Regions from separate parts of the Capra hircus genome. Here region 1 is linked to region 2. Evidence: chromatin contacts called from public Hi-C data. All regions are on one chromosome and are shown on one strand. Each heading gives the region's core, a stretch centred on a gene start, on an enhancer-like site or on the middle of the called end of the contact. The rest is flanking DNA. Distances are from core to core; before and after follow the strand shown.

What was found. Hi-C and Micro-C count contacts between places; a contact is called where the count stands out from the background.
Region 1: a contact with region 2 is called in a Hi-C map of liver, with 5 times the contacts expected there. The contact joins two enhancer-like sites. A contact is called at or near these places in 2 of 5 Hi-C or Micro-C datasets (blood and liver).

Annotation. Positions count from the first base shown.
Region 1 is chr23:38,215,977-38,222,939 of ARS1.2, reverse strand. No RefSeq gene overlaps it. Among named protein-coding and RNA genes, the nearest start is that of SRSF3, 15 kb to the left of the region's middle. Within about 2 kb of position 5,394, at least 3 of the 5 cell types and tissues checked have an H3K27ac peak or open chromatin away from gene starts, as enhancers often do.
Region 2 is chr23:38,080,984-38,087,251 of ARS1.2, reverse strand. It overlaps CPNE5 (copine-5), which reads right to left. Exons shown (of 21, transcript XM_018039278.1): 14 at 3,194-3,255. Among named protein-coding and RNA genes, the nearest start is that of RAB44, 58 kb to the left of the region's middle. Within about 2 kb of position 2,466, at least 3 of the 5 cell types and tissues checked have an H3K27ac peak or open chromatin away from gene starts, as enhancers often do.

The DNA of each region.
Region 1 (6,963 bases), core at 4,145-6,644, 130 kb before region 2:
ACCGTACTCGATTGGTGCTGGGCACCAAGGGACAGCAAGTCAAGCCTTGGCTCCCAGAATGCTTTTAATATGCTTTAAAAGCATTCTGTACTCAGAACCATTTTGTTTTTCATTCTGTTCAGTACTCAGTGAGTTACATGAAAGATTCAATACTTTGTTAGATGTTTTTGCCCAACTGTAGGCTAATGTTCTGAGCACGTTTAGGTGAGGCTAAGCTCTGAAGTTGGGTAGGTGAGGTGTGTTAAGTATGTTTTTGACTTTATTTTCAACTCATCAAGATAGCATGACCCCATAAGGAAGATCTGTAGTGTATTCAGCACTGAGGCCATACTAGACTCCCACGCCTTTGTTTTCTGCTTTCTGTGTTTTTATTTTACAGCCTAATTGTGTAAGACACCACTTTATTGTGACTAACAGGGTTTAGGACTTGTCTTTCTAGTTGTAAAATATGCTTGTGGTAAAAGTAAATTATACATACACTGGGGAATTAATTCCTTTCTAGAGATAACTTGTCAAAATTTTGTTAGAAAGTTAGGCATACTGTGATGGGTAAGTATTTATACAGCCAGAAGTGCTGTGTGTCCTTCAGCTTTTGACTACACATCTGAGGCACACTCATCTGCAATGTACTGTCTAAACTTGTGTATTGTTTGGGCAGATAGTTCGACTGTTAGCAGTCAGGGTTTATGTGTGTACTCAGTCGTGTCTTGACTCTTCGACCCCATGGGCTGTTGCCTGCCAGGCTTCTCTGTCCATGGGATTTTTCAGAATGTTGGAGTGGGTTGCCATTTCTTTCTCCGGGGGATGTTGACCCAGGGGTCAAACCTGCGTCTCCTGCATTGGTGGGCATTCTTTACCAGTGTGCCACCTGGCAAGACAGCTGGCTTTATCCTAGTGCCTAATTTCATGACTAAGATGTCATTGTCAAGGAGGACAAAGCTGTGCTGATATAGATGGGTTGACATTTTTTCCATCAGTCCATGTTTGACTATTAGCTTTGTGTCATGGGCATGCGTCCAAGCTGTTACTGGTTGCTACGGCTGTTCCAGTCTCCTGGTCTTGACATCACCTGTGTTAACCCTTAAAGCAATGTGAGACCAACATTGGTGAGTATTGCATTTTATGTGAGGACTGGGAAACATCAAACTTTTGTTTGAGGGAGCATTTTAATTATTAATAATCACAACTTCATAGAGAAAAGTATACCAATTATGTTTTCCTTTTTTAAAATAATGGAATCTTAGGGAGAGTACCTCAGAATTCCATGGTGTTGCAGAGATTCAGGAAAACACCTCCAGGTTGAGTAGGCACATTTGAGTGATTGTTTAGACTTTGACAGTGGACTTAATGATTAAAGCTATTGAATTGCCTCCAGCAGCCGCAGCTTGCTGACCTGGAAGAACACTAAATGATTTGGATTGATTCTCAGGTGAATGGAAGGAAGAGAGTTTAAGTGCATCATCCAAGATGGGTTCCTGAACCAGGGCCAACTTTGGGACTTGAAAGCAGGTGACAGGAAGGAAATAAGAGTCTCAGTAATAAGGTCACGTGCTCATCATGTTTAATTGAGGAGACTGAAGTTAGAGAAGGCTGGAGAAGTTGTCGAGGAGTGATCAAGCTGTAATGGTGTAAACCAGGTTGCAGTGCCAGGTGTAGAATAACTGGAAGTGGCTTGGAGTTCATAGTTGGAGTCCTGTATTTAGAGACGAGAAGGTGGATTTGCCAAAGGTCATGCAGGGACATTGGCAGAGGTGGGACAAGGATTGCCTTAACAGCTGCTGAAATGCTATTCCAGGGAGCAATATAATGTTAAGGACTTCAGGGTTTGAATCCTGGCTTCCTCACTTAAAGCCCAGTGGCCAGCTGCATAATTTTTTGACACTTAATTTTTCTCATCTTAAGACAGGTTAATTACCTTTGAGAATGTAGTCATGTGAGCAGATACAGCACCCAACACATACAACACTGCTCAATAAGCATTAGCTCTTACATGGCAGGATAACACTGGTATGCAATTTGCAGTCAAGGAATGGCTTTTAAGCAAAACTGAAGGCTTCCCTGGTGGCTCAGCTGGTAAAGAAAAACTGAACCATTTCGGTGCTGGGCAAGCAGGAGTGCCCCCAGTGCATACGAGTGTTTCCACTGATCCTGGTCTTTACCTACTTTTGGATATTTTGTCCAGTTTGAGGGGATGTTGGTTTCAGGGTTGCAAGGTCAAGAGGAACATTTGTGGTTACAGGGGTCCAGGCAGATTTCAAAAAAAGGGCTTCTGAAGTCACAAAGATAGGAATGATAAGGTGGATTCTAACTGCTAGATGGCTCCTTAGAAACAGGTTTTCAAATTAGCCCAGCCTGTGTTCAGATTTCCATCTTTTTGTGTGTTTGGGACAAGTCACTTGTATTTTTAAAGCTGGGAATAACAAAACATTTCAGAGGGTATTGAACTGATTGTCGGTGGTTTTTCCACTGTTGGCTGCATACTGGAATCTCCTAGAGGAACTTTTGAAACTACTACCTGGGCCCTGCCCCCAGATGTTCTTATTTAGTTTGAACAGGTGAGTCTGAAGAGCTTACAATCTGTTAAGATCAGAATTAAGATCTGTTTCTGATCCCACAGTAGTCTTATGGGTATATTTGCCTCCTCCTCACCCCAGTTCTCCCAGGCCTCCCTGTATGTGGAGAAAGGCACATCCCTGTTCTTGCCGCTTAACTTTGCTGGGAAAGGCAGCATCGAAAACTGAGTGCTTGCCTTGGTGTTGCCTAGCAGTTGGATGAGATTGTTTTTACCAGAAAATCCTGTTTTGTTCATTGATCAAGTTGGTTGCTAGTGCTTGAGCAAAGTATGGGAAAGAAAATTGAAAACAGGAAGCTGAAATTGAAGTACCACATGCTGAGCATATGTATAGTGCTTTTCCTCATTATCAACTCTTGATGTTGGGGTTACCTCATTTACTCAAGAAGCTCAGAGAGGGAGCGTGGTTGGGCCTCCCTTTGTGTAAAAATATATTTTGTAACGATCCTTCACTATCCTGACGTGAACACTATTTTAAAAAAAAAAGGCAAGATGAAGCCTTAACTATAAAAAGGGGAGCAGTTTATAAAATAGAATGTATTTGTGTATGTTGGGTATGACTGCCAGAAGACAAGAAATAAGTCAGATGCTTATTTTCTTACCTGTAAGAAAAGAGAGAAGGCACGTGTAGAAATCAGAATAAAAGTACAGCCAGGGAGTAATGAGACCATACTTGAATATTTTAGGAGAGGGAGAAATAAGCTTAATTGAAGTAGGGATAGCATGTCAAGACAAATACAACAGATAACTGAATTGAGAGAGAGTACAGTATTCTCATAAATGAGTTGGGCCTTAAAACTGTAATGTCGAAAAATAAACTCACAGTGGGACTTTCTGGTGGTCCAGTGGTTAAGACCCATGCTTCCACTGCGGGGGAACCCTGGTCATATCCTGCAGGCCACAGGGCCAAAAAAAGCTACATGGGGCAAGGGGAGTGGAATAAATAGAGCACTGTCCCGTAAATTACGAGGATTTAAGTGAATTAATACATGAAAGGTGCTCAAAACGTTCGTGTCACTTAAAAGTATGAGGTAGTATATAGGATCACAAGGAGCTGGACATGACAGTGACTGAACAACGACAACCCTTCGGTAGAGGGGGAATGACAGGAAAAACTGAGTAGTCCCGATTGCACAGGGTAAAGTACAATTCTAGACAATGTCTATCCCACTTAATCATTTTCTTTAATGGCTTTATGCAGACACTTAATACTTTCTACCTGTACTTGGTTCAGACCTGTGGGCATGGGCAGTTCTTTGTGTGCCAGACATGGAGTGTCTCTGTCCTCTTCCCCTGATGTCAGTGATGCTCCCTGGCTAGGGTGACAACCCTAAGAAGGAAAAGAAAAGCTGCAGTTTCCCCAGCACCCACCAGGAGGCAGTACTGCCCCGTTGAGAATACTGGGCCAAATTTGCTTGGGGTCACACACTTGTTGAGTAGAACTGTGTCTCCATTGACTCCAGAGTCTCTTTTTTCCACCATGATAGTAACAATAAAGGCAGTAATAAAGACAATAGAAATGATAATTCGTATTCCTTGAACTCCTGCCAGCATCTTGCTAAATGTTTTACATATACCTATTACTAGCTCACTTAAACCTCACCACTTGAGGGCAGTTTCTCATCTTGCAGATGAAGAAATCAAAGCTTAGGTCCAAGACCCATGTTAAGTGTTTTGTGTAGAAGAGGTTGTACTTGAGCTAAGTATTGAAGAATGGGATTGGGATAGAAAGCTGGCTGTATAAAGAAAAAAGCCACGTGCGTAAAAGCAAAGGCAGGAAACTTAAAGGTTTTATTATGGACTGACAACTTCTAAGACCCTGTGAATTTATTCAGGGTTTAGAATTGGAGATTAGTAAAAAGTGAGAACTAGAGGAGAACTTAAGAGTTCATCAGGGACTGGTGATTTTCAAACTTGAAAACTAGCCAAACCTTTTTATGGAATGAAATTGTGTATTACAAAGTGCATAAGAATTTAAATGATGTTGTAAGTTCTGGTAGATAAATTCAGTTACAAAGATGGGAAAAATAATGTTTTGATGAATGCAGTCTTAAATTGACCTCAGAGCCAAGTTTTTCCTGTTTTGGTTGTACAGAGAAGTGAATACATTTTTTAACAACTCATTTTGCAATCCCAGAAGTGACAGGATGGAAAGTCTACCTCACAACAACCTAGAAACACAGATTCACTGTAACATGTTAGCAAGTTTTGTGTTCTAAAAAAACCAAAATCATTAGACATACAAGCATATATTTTAAACACAATCAAATGTATGGGAGACTCCTGAGGCACCATGTGAGTTCTTGTGCTTGCCCACACCTTCACCCTGTAGAGCCTGAGGTAAAGGGACAGGGGAGTGAGTTGTTGAGACTGGTGGAGCCCAGCTAGGGCCGTCTCTGGGTGCTCAGCCTCCTGAGTCTCGGCTCAGTGCTCCTGAGATACTGAAATCTGGTGTGGCAGCATGCCATCGCCCTGGCTGTACAACCCCTCACCTCCAAGGCCCTGGCTGCTTGCCCATCTCCCTGGCAGATAAAGCCTCAGACGGAGGGCAAACAGTACCCGGCTCCAGGAGTCCGCGCAGGTCTGATTCACCCAGCGGTTTCTGCCTGCACCACATCTCTTCCCTCGCTGTGGCCAGATCCGGGCTCTTGGGCAACAGGCAGACACCTGTGAGCTTGAGAATGTTGTCGGTTCTTTCAAGGAGGGTTTTCCAGGCCACACAGGGACTTGTCTGCCCTGTCCGCGTGGGTGGCTCAGAGCCTTGCCCCATGGACCTCAAGGCCGGTATCAGGGTGGGGCAGCGTCATGGGGTGCGGTGCTGTGTTACCAGGGTGCAGGCATGTTGGCGACAGGTGGTGGCTCTGAAGCATGGGAGAATAGGTGGGCTACTGACTCCCAGGATTTCAGAAATACCGTTTGTCATCATTTGCCACACTTTTTTCGGGGAAGCATGAAAAACCACTATTAGGAGGTATTCTTTTAATCACAGCATTATTCATATTAGCGTTTTTGTTTAGAGAATGCATTTTCTTCCTCCTGAAGAGAAAAATAACCATGAGCAAGCAATATGTTTATACAGAAACAAATGTTTTAAAAGTAAGTTCACACACTGAAACCTTTGGCTGGACACAGGCTGTTACCAAATAATAAATTAACCTGACCTTGACTCAGAGCAGGTCCTCCAGAAGCTGGTTATCGCTCTGCTGGGAACGGCTTCTCCGAGTTGCTGTGGTCACATCGCAGGAGAGGGAGAAGGTTCTGCTTTCTCCAGAGTTGCAGTGCTGACCTTGACCATACATACTGTCGTGTATTTGTGTTCCTGCTGCTGGCACGTCACCGTGGCCCCTCGTGATAGTGAAGCCTTTGACTCCTCTGGGAGCTCGAGTCTCCACAGCTGAGCAGCGGGAGCCAGAACTGCTTCCCTTCCCGGCTTGTTGGGACAAAACCTGAGGTAACGCATGTAAAGCTTCAACAACTGCCTGGCACAGAGGGAGCCCCAAAGTTGCCAGGCTCAGCGTTTTTCACATGCGCTCTACTCCATCCTCTTTAATACTCACTTTTTATTCAAAGGTAATCCACGATAGTGGCAGGCAGACAGCACATAAACAAGAAGGTGACCCAGTAGCTCAGAATTTTCATAAGTGTTTTTTTCTATCCTATTCTCTTTATTCTGTATGCTTGGAGTGGGAAGTGTCTTCATTTATTTGTGTTTCAGTTGCTCAGTCGTATCCGACTCTGCGACCCCGTGGACTGCAGCACGCCGCGCCTCCCTGTCCATCACCAACTCGCAGAGCCTACTCAAACTCATGTCCCTCAAGTCGGTGATGCCATCCAACCTTCTCATCCTCTGTGTCCCCTTCTCCTCCCACCTTCAATCTTTGCCAGCATCAAGGTCATTTCCAATGAGTCAGTTCTTTGTATTAGGTGGCCAAAGCATTGGGACTTTCAGCTTCAACATCAGTCCTTCCAATGAATATTCAAGACTGACTGCCTTTAGGATTGACTGGTTGGATCTCTTTGCAGTCCAAGGGACTCTGAAGAGTCTTCTCCAACATCATTTGTGTTTAGGGGGTGTTAGGTGATATCATGGCCCCACTTTGCAAATGAGGAAACTGAAACCAGAAAGAGGAAGTACCTTTCCCAAGGTCACGCAGAGTAGGAAGGTCAAGCCAGGTTTGAACCCCGCAGCCTGTGAGCCTAAGCCCAGCGCTTGTGTCAGGACCAGGAGGGACCTCAGAGGTGGCCCTGCATTGAGGTGCCCACCCGTGAGTCTCAACCTGCTCCCGAACTCCCATGTTTACAGGGAGCCTGCGCCCATGATGTATTTCCCTCATGATGACTTGAGGTACTTAAAACCATTCCCCACTGAAGATAAATTCCTGTTTTGCAGC
Region 2 (6,268 bases), core at 1,217-3,716:
ACGGCGAGGTTGCTTCCCAGGTGGCAGTAGTGGTAAAGAACCCGCCTCCCAGTGCAAGAGACATAAGAGACCCGGGTTCGATCGCTGGGTCCGGAAGACCCCCTGGAGGAGGGCATGGCAGCCCACTGCAGTATTCTTGCTTGGAGAATCCCATGGACAGAGGAGCCTGGCAGGCTACGGTCCATGGGGTCACGAAGAGTCCACATGACTGAAGTGACTTAGCACGCAGGCAGGGCTCACCTCACGTGCCCTGAGGAGACAGTCCCTATCAGAAACCACAGCCCTCGCTGCACTTGATCACAGCTGAGCTGCTGCTCAGGGAACCTTCCATCTCCGGGAAGGGGGAAGGACCTAGTGAGCAGGAGACCCCACCCAGGGTCTGCCGGCCAGGGACAGTCCTCCCCACACGCCTTCCCCTTGGCCGCTGCCCTCGGCCAGAGCATTCAGTAGACTCCAAGCTCTGAGGGAAAAGGAGCCACAGGGTGGCGAGAGGTGGTTCTGGCCTGCAGGACTGCAGCTGAGGGACCCTGTCAGCCTGGCTCTTCGAAATAGAGGGTGAGAGAAGGGACTTCCCTGGTGGTCCAATGGTTAAGATTGCACCTTCCAATGCAGGGGGTGAGAGTTCAAAGCATGGTTGGGAAGCTAAGATCCCACATGCCTCGTGGCCAAAAAAACAAAATATAAAACAGAAGCATTGTTGTAACTCTTGAGAGTCCCTTGAACTGCAAGGAGATCAAACCAGTCCATCCTAAAAGGAAATCAGTCCTGAATATTCATTGGAAGGACGGATGCTGATGCTGAAACTCCAATACTTTGGCCACCTGATGCGAAGAACTGACTCATTGGAAAAGACCCTGATGCTGGGAAAGACTGAAGGCAGGAGGAGAAGGGGACGACAGAGGATGAGGTGGTTGCATGGCATCACCGACTCAATGGACATGAGTTTGAGTAAGCTCCAGGAGTCGATGATGGACAGGGAAGCATGGTGTGCTGCAGTCCATGGGGTTGCAAAGACTCAGACATGACTGAGCAACTGAACTGAACTGAATGTTGTAACAAATTCCATAAAGATTTTACAAAATGGTCCACATTTTAAAAAAAAGGTGAGGGAGAGGCAGGCTTTTCACTCCTTAAGCAGTCCTTCCTGCTCTCGTTCTGAAATGGCTCAGGGAAGGAAGGGACTGAAAAGCAGGTACTTTTGTCAAAAAGTGACTCCCTGCAGGCTCGCCTCTCCTGCCTAAGGGCAAGGACAGGCTGCTCAGCAACCAGTTCCATCTCTGACTCCAAGGGGACACAGGCGCCCAGAACCTTCCTCCTGGTCCAGGTGGGTGAGGGAGGAGAGAATCCCTAGACAAACGCCTCCATCAGCTGCCTGCCTGGACATGCATGCTGGCCTCTCGCTCCCTAGAGCCGGCTCGCTCACCCAGGCTCTCCAGAGTGTGAAGAGAGGAGAGGAGGAGGGCCAGGGCTTGCCTCTGAGAGCGCCCTCTCAGCAAGATGACAAGATCTCACAGCACCCAGCCCTTGGACTCATCCATCTCTCTCACACCCCACCTCGTAGCTATGAGGCGGATTCAATGGTGGTGGTGGTGGCGGTTGAGTCGCTCGGTCGTGTCTGACTCTTTGCGACCCTATGGACTGCAGCCTGCAGGCTCCTCTGTCCATGGTGTTCTCCAGGCAAGGATACTGGAGCAGGTTGCCATTTCCTTCTCCAGGGGATCTTCCCAACCCAGGAATCAAACGCAGGTCTCCTGCACTGCAGGCAGATTCTTTACCAACTGAGCCACAAGGGAAGCGTGGTGGATTCATTACTATGGAAGAAACGCAGCCTGTGATGAAGGGATGAACCCTGCCGCTGACTAAGCGGTGTGGCTTCGGACATCTTCTGTAAAATGGAGACAATCATCTTCCCTGGCCCCCTGTATCCTGTAAATTGGGGGCAGTCTGCCCACTGACAGAGGAGCCTGGAGGGCTACAGCCCACAGGGTCGCAGATTTCGGCACACCCGACTTAGCGTGCATGCATGCAAATGGGAAGGATAAACAGGATGAGGGTTGCTTGAAAATTACCATGGGATATCAGGGGTGGTTTTTCAATAGGATAGGGCACAGAGCAGTTCTGATTGGGGAAGGAGCAAGGGCAGGGGCTGGAGTTGACGTGGGGGAGGGACGGGGAGGCCTCTGGGGGACTGCGGGAAGGGCTTGTGCTCAGCGGGGACAAGGAGAGCTGCAAGCCTGTGGGTTGCAGGCTCGAAGCAGCAGGGAGTCACGTCATGGGAGAGTAAGTGTGGCTTCCCAGGGCCTGACTCCTCCCTCTGCCCTGAGAACCAGGCGGCCAAGTGCCGGCTTGGCTGGGATGAACCTTTGGCAATGGCCCCGCCTGTCTCCTTTCCAGACAGGTGTAGTCACTCACCTGCCTGCACCTGTGGGCTCTCGGCTACCCACACCCCTGCCCCGGCACCTGTCCCAGCAGGGAGCGTGCTGGGCAGGACCTCACTGCAGAGTCAGGCTCTTTCCTCATGAGCTGTTTGGCCGGAGTCTCCAGATTTCTCTGCTTGCCTTGGCCCGGAGGCCAACCCCTCTGGTTGTCTCTGTTCCTTAAACTTGTGTTGGACCATCCCCTGGCCTCTGTCCCAGTTTCTCCTGTGGTCCCTAATGACACTGGGCAGATTAATCACCGCCTCCCAGACAGACCATATCAGAAGCTCAGAGCAGGAAGGAACCTTAGAATTCACTAAATTCCAACCTCTCTGTGTAAGCGGAGGAGATGGATGCCCAGGGAGGGAAAGTGATGTGCCCAAAGTACCCCAGCCAGTTCACAGCAAAGAGGGGCCTAGGGTCTGGGCCTCCTGACGCCTAGATCAGGGCTTTTCCACCTCCCTAAGCCCTTAGTTCTCTTTGTCATGGAGTCTCACGTAGTCCCTACCACCTGCAGGTCCCCTCTGCACAGAGACCGCCCACGACCCAAGCGAGCCTCCATGGCTCAGCAGCGCCCTCTGCAGCCACATCAGGGCCCTGCAGGGCTCTGGGGAGTCGTCTGAGCCCAGATACCGGAGGTCTGATCAGAGCCCAGCATCCCAGGCTCTGGCCAGGACCTCAGAGAGGCCAGGTGCGGTCAGCTCAGCTCAGGTCCTTGTTGGGGGGGCCCTTCCCTCCCTCTGAGGCCAAAGAATCCAGGCTGCATCTCTTCTCACCCTCCTTTGATGTAGTCGAGAAATGTGCACTCTGACTCCACAGCAAAGGAAAGCAGCGTGACCTTGAAAACAAAAAGAGGCGTGGTCAGCGGGGAGCATTGAGCAGAGAGCGGGTGCAGGGAGCTTTGCAGATGGTGATGGAGCCCCCAGCATGTGCCAGGTTCGCCCACATCATTGCAAACAGTGCCCATGACAACTCTATGAGGTACTATTATTATCTCCATTCTCCAGCCCAGGAAACTGAGGCTCAAAGGAGTGATGCGGTATATCTAAGGACACTACAAGGACGTGACCAGGTAAGATGGGAACTCAGATCTGTCTGGCCCCAGACCCTGTGCTCTTGACCTCGATGCCAAACTGCATCCTGGAAGGGCCCTGTCTCTGTCACTAGAGTACAGGGGCTCAAGCCGAGGAACTGAGTTTTCTGTTAGTGGACATGGGTGTAGAGGGAGCGGCGGGGTCCTCCAGACACAGGGCTAAGATCTGTCAGTGCTGACAAGCTCCGTGCTTCCATATTAATCCTGAAGGGCTTCCCTGTTGGCTTAGTGGTAAAGAATCCACCTGCCAATGTAGGAGACCCGGATCGATCCATGGGTCGGGAAGATCCCCTGGAGTAGGCAATGGCAACCCACTCCAGTGTTCTTGTTTGGAAAATTCCATGGACGGAAGAGCCTGGTGGGCTACAGTCCATGGGGTCGCAAAGAGTTGGGACAGGACTGAGCACGCACATATGCTTTAATCTTGAAATACGCCTCTTTGGTTTGCACTTGTTTTAAACCTTACTTGTCCCACCTCATTCCTCTAGCATCACCCATCTCTACCTTCTCAGACCCAAGCCCCTCCTAAGTAGCCTGTCCTTTCCCTGGAGGTAACTAAGCACCTGAGGCCCTCTTGCCTAAGCAGACGCTGCTTGACCTATGCCCCTGGCAGCTTTGGCATCAGCTTTCCCAAGACAGGCAACTACCTGGCAGTGGGTTATGATAATGATTTAGGATCGTGGAGACAAATGAAAGCTTGGCAGTTCAGTTCAGTTCAACTGCTCAGTCGTGTCCGGCTCTGCGACCCCATGGACTGCAGCACCCCAGGCCTCCCTGTCCATCAACAGCTCCCGGAGCTTGCTCAAACTCATGTCCATCGAGTTGGTGATCGCATCCAACCATCTCGTCCTCTGTCATCCCTTTCTCATCCTGCCTTCAATCTTGGCAAAGTCAATTAAATGAGGCAAGAATGGGGCGGGGGACACTTTACCAGGGTCAGAGAATTCCACTCTAGGATTTGTAGCGCCCCCTACTGGTACAGATTCAGTCATCTTTATCAACTCGGTGGGGAGACCAGGGAGGGCTTCCCCTTGACAAAGCGGATGAACCATTAGCCCAAATGATGGAGAGTCTGTGAGTACTGAGTTGGGCCTTGGAGACCCCCGTTCGCTGTAGATGGACAAAGCCTCCCTAGTCTCTAGGAGTGGACTGTGGCAGTGGCCTCTCCTCTATGAACATTAGACTCCACGGGAAGCTTTCAAAACATCTTGTGGCTGGACTGAAGACCCCAAACCAATATCATCAGGCTTTCTGGAGTAGGGATATGGCTCTGGTTTATTTCTGGCTCCTCACTTGAGTTTAACATGCAGTCAGGGTTGAATTCCGCCTCAGGCCCTGGGATGAAGCAATTAATTGCTGAACTTGGCTGGCCATACGGATTGACTCAGGGACTTGGTACTCAGAGTGTGGTCCCTGAACAGCAGCATCAGCATCACTGGGTAGAAATGCAGACTCTTGGCATTTCAGCAGGATCCCCAGGAAATCCTGCACATAGCAAGCAAGGTCTGAGAAGCACTAAATATAGATTCCTGGGCTCCCAGCCTGGGTTTCCTAAAATGGAACCCCAGGGAACTGGCCCGGGCATCTGCATTTTAATGGGGATTCTGAACCCTGAGTGATTTTTTTTTTTTAATGGTAAAGATTGGGAAATGCTGGATCAAAGGAAAGTCAGGAGACCTGGGCCTAGCCCTGCCCCTTCCCTAACTCACTGTGACCTGAGGCATCATGTCCCCTCTCTGGGTCTCAGTTTCTTTATCACTAAAGCAAGAAAGCTGGATGAGATCAGTGGGTTTCATACCTTATTATTATTATTATTTTTTTAGCTGTACATCTAATATTTCTTAGCTGGGGAAGGTGCTGCCCTCTCAAGGGGCATTTGGGAACATGAGGGAGAGCTTTGGGGTCTCACAATGACTGGGGTTCTACTGCTAGCTATGGGCTCAGGCCAGGGAGGCTAAGCATCCCACCACATATGGGGAAGTCCTGTAAGACACAGAATTATTCTGCCCCCAATGCTGACAACATCCCCACTGAGAAACCCGGCACCTTTGGACAAAGAAAGTATTACTCCACCCCTGCATGTGAAGCAGCTATAATCAGAGAAGTGGTGGTCAGCAGAGTCCAGCTTACAGTCCTGCATCTCCCATGTGTCTGCACAGCCACCCTGTGCCTTCAACAGGGCAGGGATGATATATTAGACCCATTTTACAGATGGAGAAAAGGTTCCTGGGAGGAATCCTGGGGGCCCCTGCCTGTGGCCTCATCTGGTCTAGAGTTGCCGTTGGCCTGACTCAAATGGCTGCGTTTGGCTGTATTCGCTCTGGGGCAGTGGCCCTCTAGAGTGGGAGGGACATGAAGGGCACAGACTTGGGTATGTGTGCGCTGCTAAGACATCGGCTTGTTCTATAAATGCTTTGGTGGGCTCCACCTCAGGGCCTTTGCACATGCTGATCCCTACAGCTAGAACTCTTTTTCCTTGATATCCTTAATACTTAACTCCCTCACCTTGCTTAAATTTCTGCTTAAAGGTTATCTTCTCAGAGAAGCTTTCCTTGGCTATTTTATATAAAACAGCAAGTTTTGGCCCTTGCATTCTCTATTGATTCATCTCACTATACTTTTAAAATTAATTTTTATTGGAGTATAGTTGCTTTACAATGTTGTGTTAGTTTTTTCTGTATAGCAAAGTGAACCAGCTATATGTTTACATATATCCCCTCTTTTTCAGATTTTCTTCCCATTTACATCACCACAGAAC